Linked DNA regions of Gasterosteus aculeatus: region 1 is linked to region 2. The links are chromatin contacts, called in public Hi-C maps. All regions are on one chromosome and are shown on one strand. Each heading gives the region's core, a stretch centred on a gene start, on an enhancer-like site or on the middle of the called end of the contact. The rest is flanking DNA. Distances are from core to core; before and after follow the strand shown.

What was found. A called contact is a pair of places that touch in the nucleus more often than the background predicts.
Region 1: a Hi-C map of skeletal muscle shows a contact between it and region 2, with 9 times the contacts expected there. The contact joins the enhancer-like site here to the promoter of prdm9 in region 2. A contact is called at or near these places in 5 of 6 Hi-C or Micro-C datasets (liver, skeletal muscle, tail fin and 1 more).

Annotation. Positions count from the first base shown.
Region 1 is chr5:9,455,356-9,458,055 of fGasAcu3.hap1.1, reverse strand. No RefSeq gene overlaps it. Among protein-coding and RNA genes, the nearest start is that of pmp22b, 30 kb to the left of the region's middle. Within about 2 kb of position 1,260, at least 2 of the 9 cell types and tissues checked have open chromatin away from gene starts, as enhancers often do. A contact at or near this core is called in liver, where this site is marked.
Region 2 is chr5:9,226,703-9,229,537 of fGasAcu3.hap1.1, reverse strand. prdm9 (PR domain containing 9) reads left to right here and starts at 1,528. Exons shown (of 6, transcript XM_040177491.2): 1 at 1,528-2,334; 2 at 2,424-2,516; 3 at 2,615-2,835. The coding sequence starts at 2,250. trnag-ccc (transfer RNA glycine (anticodon CCC)) reads right to left here and starts at 1,514; the gene lies at 1,444-1,514.

The DNA of each region.
Region 1 (2,700 bases), core at 11-2,510, 230 kb before region 2:
TCTGCCACCATTCCCCTTAAAAGGCTTTAATCTGTGATACACTTATTTGATGAAGGCTGGGTGCATCGGTTATTTTAACAAATCAGATTGATCAGATCTGCAGACTACGTCAGAGCGCGGCGGGATTAGAGCGGCTGTCTGCTCAGCTGGGCGGATGAACCGGGCTTGATAATAGCTCCGCTAATTGACTCCAGACTACACCGGAAGAGTTGAGAGCGGACTGCTGACTAATCGCAGAACAAATCCCCCCCCCCCCTTTATCATCCTCCTCCTCCTCCTCCTCCTCCTCCTCCTCCTCCTCCTCCTCCTCCTCCTCCTCCTCCTCCTCCTCCTCCTCCTCCTCCTCCTCCTCCTCCTCCTCCTCCTCCTCCTCCTCCTCCTCCTCCTCCTCCTCCTCCTCCTCCTCCTCCTCCTCCTCCTCCTCCTCCTCCTCCTCCTCCTCCTCCTCCTCCTCCTCCTCCTCCTCCTCCTCCTCCTCCTCCTCCTCCTCCTCCTCCTCCTCCTCCTCCTCCTCCTCCTCCATCACACCAACCCCAGTCCTGCTCCCTCCTGCATCCTCAACCGCTCGCACCACTTACACGTAATGATGCATTTTGCTCTTCTCCGTTCCTCCCCAGGAGCAACGACGAGACCTTTAGCGAGCGTCGTCTGGTCTGCTCGGCGGTCGCTGGGCACCTTTCAGGTCCTCTGACGGCGTCGATGGTGAGCCTCTCAGCGGGGGCCGGGCCCAGGGGGTGAGGGAAGTAACCACTGGGGGTGTTGATGTAAAGAACACGGCCTGTGAGAGAGAAGAGAGAAAACCTCAGCAGGACAATGACAGAGAGCGCGGCCCGCAGAATCCGCAGAAGGACTGCTGAGGGATCCCGCGAGCACGAGTCACGTGGTCCCGTTAGAAGCCGCCACGTTGCCGGCGCCGCTCTGCTCTCCAGCTAAAGACTTCGCACAGGCCCACTATGAACGATACTTTGGAAACTCGATTAGTTATCCAGTCCGAGGAAGTCGGGGTGATTGTTATAATAATCGACGCGGATGCTTGCCCACATCCTCCTTTGCTTTCTTGCATTACGCCTCAATCGGCGCTTTGATCATTTTCTCAATTCATCATCTTTACCTCCGTAGTTTTTATCATCCTTCTTTCCATCCTTTTCCCTACATGTGATGTGTGTGTGTGGTTCTGTGTGTGTGTGTGTGTGTGTGTGTGTGTGTGTGTGTGCGCAGGCTAAATAGCTGGAAAACATTCAGACATTAATCAGCCTGTTGCCAGACAGCGCTGACATCACAGGCCAAGTTAGATAAACACACTCCCACTCAGCCCACTCGTGTGCACGCACACACACACACACACACCGTTTTATTCATACATGCTTCTTGTAAAGGTGTGTTCTGAATAAATCAGAAGGGTAAATGCAACCTTCTAACTATATACAGCATTGGATAGACGTGACCAGTTCACCAACATATGCTTTTACAGAGCATGGCGAGCCGGTTTTAAGCCAATTGTTTCTATAAACTGTATGTTTAACAGACAGATGAGAGTGGAATCAATCTTAGTAAGTACAACGATAACTCCAAAGCTATTCCTTTAAAGTTCATGATTTAATCCTTGATTCACTTTGAAATGCTGGACTTTGGACAAAGATGACGACAATTATTTATACCCACCATGCGATCCAACTGGATCACGGTCCTGTAAGGAAAAGTTAGATCATCTACATTGAACCTTACTCCAAGAACCTTTCATCGTCGCATTCGGAATTTTGGATCAAAAACGTATTTTTGATCGACAAGCTATTTCATTCCATGTCCCCTGCACCGAAAAAACTACTTTAATACGCAGGCTTGCATTTCTCAAAAATGTCTTCGCTTTAAAAACTCACTTTCACATGCTCAAGAGACACACACACAGATGTTAACACAGAGGGTGTCAGAAGGTTGATGTGGTAAAGGCTGTGTTCAACAAAAGAAATTTCGGTTGCACCCCCCCTCGCCACAAACGAGGGGATTATTTCATAGCAGTAACGGGACGGACAGAGAGCAGACATGAAACTCGCCTCTGCACCTCCCAATCCTGAGAAGACCCCCCCCCCCCCCCCCATTGAGACCAGGGTCCCGGCCCCAGTGACACAGAGAGCTACAGAGCTACAAAGGATCTGCTACATCCGCCCACAATGCTCAACACGCACGCCGGCACAAAAAAACAAACATAAGCACCTGGGTGTGTTTTCTATGACGTCCCAACACAGTTTTATTGATGAAATCAGAGCAGGTTTCCAGATAGAGGTCATTTTGTGGGAGGTCATCTCTTGCCATTCACAATGCACGAACCAATTTTTTTGCTATTTTCAAGCTGCTATTTCTTCTCTTTGTCCAATTACCCACGCCATCGATTTCCACAAATACATCCAATCGTTATGAGCGTCAAGTCATTACCTCATGAAGAATGGGAGATCCCATTCAGAGCATCCCTTTATTCTACTGTGTGCATACGGTATGAGCATGTGACAAAGAGTCAAGCTTTGGGGGGGGGGGCGACGTCTTAGAGGCGGCCCTAAGGAGCTGACAATGAGTTCAATGAATGCAAACTGTAGCGTGTGTCATTCAGAGGCATCTTAAATGAAGGTGACATTTAGACGGGTGTGATACTCCAACACTGCACCAGATTTAAGAACGATGCCCCGCGGGCGGAATCCACAAAAGCGC
Region 2 (2,835 bases), core at 279-2,778:
CGGAGGAAAACAAGTGGGCGAGGTTTCAGTTCGTTGGAGGAAAATCCACATTTAGGGTTATTAGAAGAGGTATTAGATACAGTGAGGGTATTTATGTTAGTTACTTATAGCTAACACTGTCAGGCACAGGACACGAGGGGAAGAAAGGAGTACAAAAACATACTGAAGACGCTGTATGCTTCTACACTTAAAATGCATTTTTAAGATATCATCAACAACTTTATTTCAAGAAAAGAATGTCTGTTCACAAGCAAATGAACACATTTACAAATAGAAAATCCTACATTTTGTGAATTTGGAAGACAATTGAGAGAAAGGATGGACGTTTTGTGAAAATTGTGGGGTTTTTTGCAAGGTGGGAATCTTTGATTTGATCAGCGTATCTGCCCCCAGAGGGTCCCGCTTCTTTGGGGGGGGGGGGTTGAATGTCATAAGGCACTCATCGGCGTCAGAGTTTGGTTCACAAAAAGTCAGCAGCCTCGATTCCCTTCCGGAGAGGAGGGCAAAGAAATGACCCAATCGCACATGGCATGCTGTTTGCTAAAAAAGGTTACATGTGAAAATATTGTTCTCCACGTCCTCTTGTCACACTAAGCCACTGTTTTCTCCATGTCCCAAAGTTTGACGAGGCCTCGGTCACAGCTGCTGTACAATGTTGACCCATCCACGGAGACTGAACATTAATGGGGGGCTTGAAATGGAAATCCTGCCTTGCCCACAGTGGTAGTGTGAAGGATTAAGTTCAGCTCCCTTATACGCACGCGCATACAAAAGTTTGCGTTACAGTTTTAAAGCATTGAAACATGTAGATAATTCTACTAATTATAAAAAGTGGATAAATGTAACAGACCTCTTGGATAAAAAGCAACATCAATGCGAATCTGTACTGTTAATAAAAAATACATTAATACGTTCAAATAAACCTTATCTATATAATCACAAAATATGGCTCACTGAAAGATAGCATACAATTACCCAAAATAAATTAAAACAGAATAATATGGAAAAGTGTGATTGAACAAACAGTTTAATTTAATTACTTCATAGATGAGCATTTCACCTCTGAATTGTTAGTGAAAGCTTCCCGATAGACTTTGCAATAATATGTTACACACCAAAAATATTTCAAATGTAGAATAAGAAAAAGTTTATTGAAACTATACAAGATCAATAAAAGACTAATTTGAAAAAGTTGTAGGAATAATAGCAGCAAGCCTGTATATCTTAAATATATGTAATATATGTATATATTATAACAAAGTCTAGGGTATAGTATCACAATACAATAATTAGATTGAAATTAAATACGGTAAAGTAGAATATGTTCTAATAATAAAGTGAATACGTATGTAAGTCGTCATAAATAATACCGCAATGTATATTTTGGTAACATACCCAGCAAAAGTGTGTAGAAGATACGTGCATTTTTGGAAGCAAAAGTGGTGCGCCGCCCGGGAATCGAACCCGGGTCGCAAGAATGGGAATCTTGCATGATACCACTACACCAGCGGCGCCCATGGAATGTGTGGAGACCGCAGTCTCTAAATAGTCTAATGCCAGCATTCGCACTGTCAGCTAATTGCAACGGGGATGACAATTCTTACATTTTGCAGTTTGGAGAAACACTTAAATCGCATGCTACAGAAGATACAAGTCAACGGAGTAATTTCACTAAGCTATGCTACTTTATTTGGAAAAAGAACGGAAGTACACATTTACTCTGAAAGTATAATTAATTTGCTTCCGGGTTAACTGCGTCGTTCTAGGATAGTTTAGTATTTGGTGTCTAACGTTAGTTGGATACCATCGGTTAGTTAACAGCTAAAACCGTTTTCAATGGCAGTTAGTTAGCAAATCAGTCGCAGGTATATAGACGATGGCATTCGAGCTAGTAGAAAAATAGAGTTTAAAGTAGTTATACATTTGGAAGGATGCTAGTCTGATAGCCACATAGCAGCTACTGTCACTTGGCTAGCCATGCTACTATTCCTGTATTCGTTATAATTTGACACCACTCATCCCAGATAACCCTAACTGGACGCGTGTCCTCCCAATATGTGTGAATTATAAAGCTAGCCAGCTCAATCAGCCGCCGCCGCCTGCTAGTAATGCTAGCCTCCTACGCTAGGCTAGCATGCTAACGTGAGCCTGCTAAGCTACTTGTGGCTGCTAGCGTTTAGTATGAATCCGTGTGAGCCTCTGTCTTCCAGAGTCACAGTTCCCATCAACTCGCCGCAGAATCTGCACTCATGTCGGACAGGAGCATCGACGTGGAGTGGGTGGAGGTGGTTATAACCGAGGAGTGCCTGACCCCGGAACACAACACCCCTCCAGGTTGGTTGACAACTAAACTCGTGACGTGACTTGGTTTTTATTATATGTGTGCTTAATTATTGCCTGTTGTTCGTCTTCTATTTCCGTAGTGGTGCCGGTTTTGGAGCCGGCAGAAACTCCAATCCAGAAGTTACTGGACACTGTGGGACACGGAGATAACCCAGAGTCTGATGGTGGCTTTTGTAAGAAAGAGACACTCCTCCTCTGCTTAAATCTGCACCCCCCCCCCCCCTTTTAAGTTTCCTTAAATCCAAATGGCCGTGTCCTTTTGCCCTTCCAGATTGCGAGGAGTGTCTCACTCTCTTCCAGGACCAGAGTGATTCCGCTAACGTCAACGGCCCGTCGTTCATTCTGGACTTTCCAACAAGCCCGGGTCTCCCACAGAGGGCCCTCCTCACGCTCCCCTACGGCCTGATGGTAGGCAGATCGAGTATTCCCAACGCCGGCGTCGGGGTCATTAATCACGGGCAGACAGTGTCCCCAGGAATGCATTTCGGACCG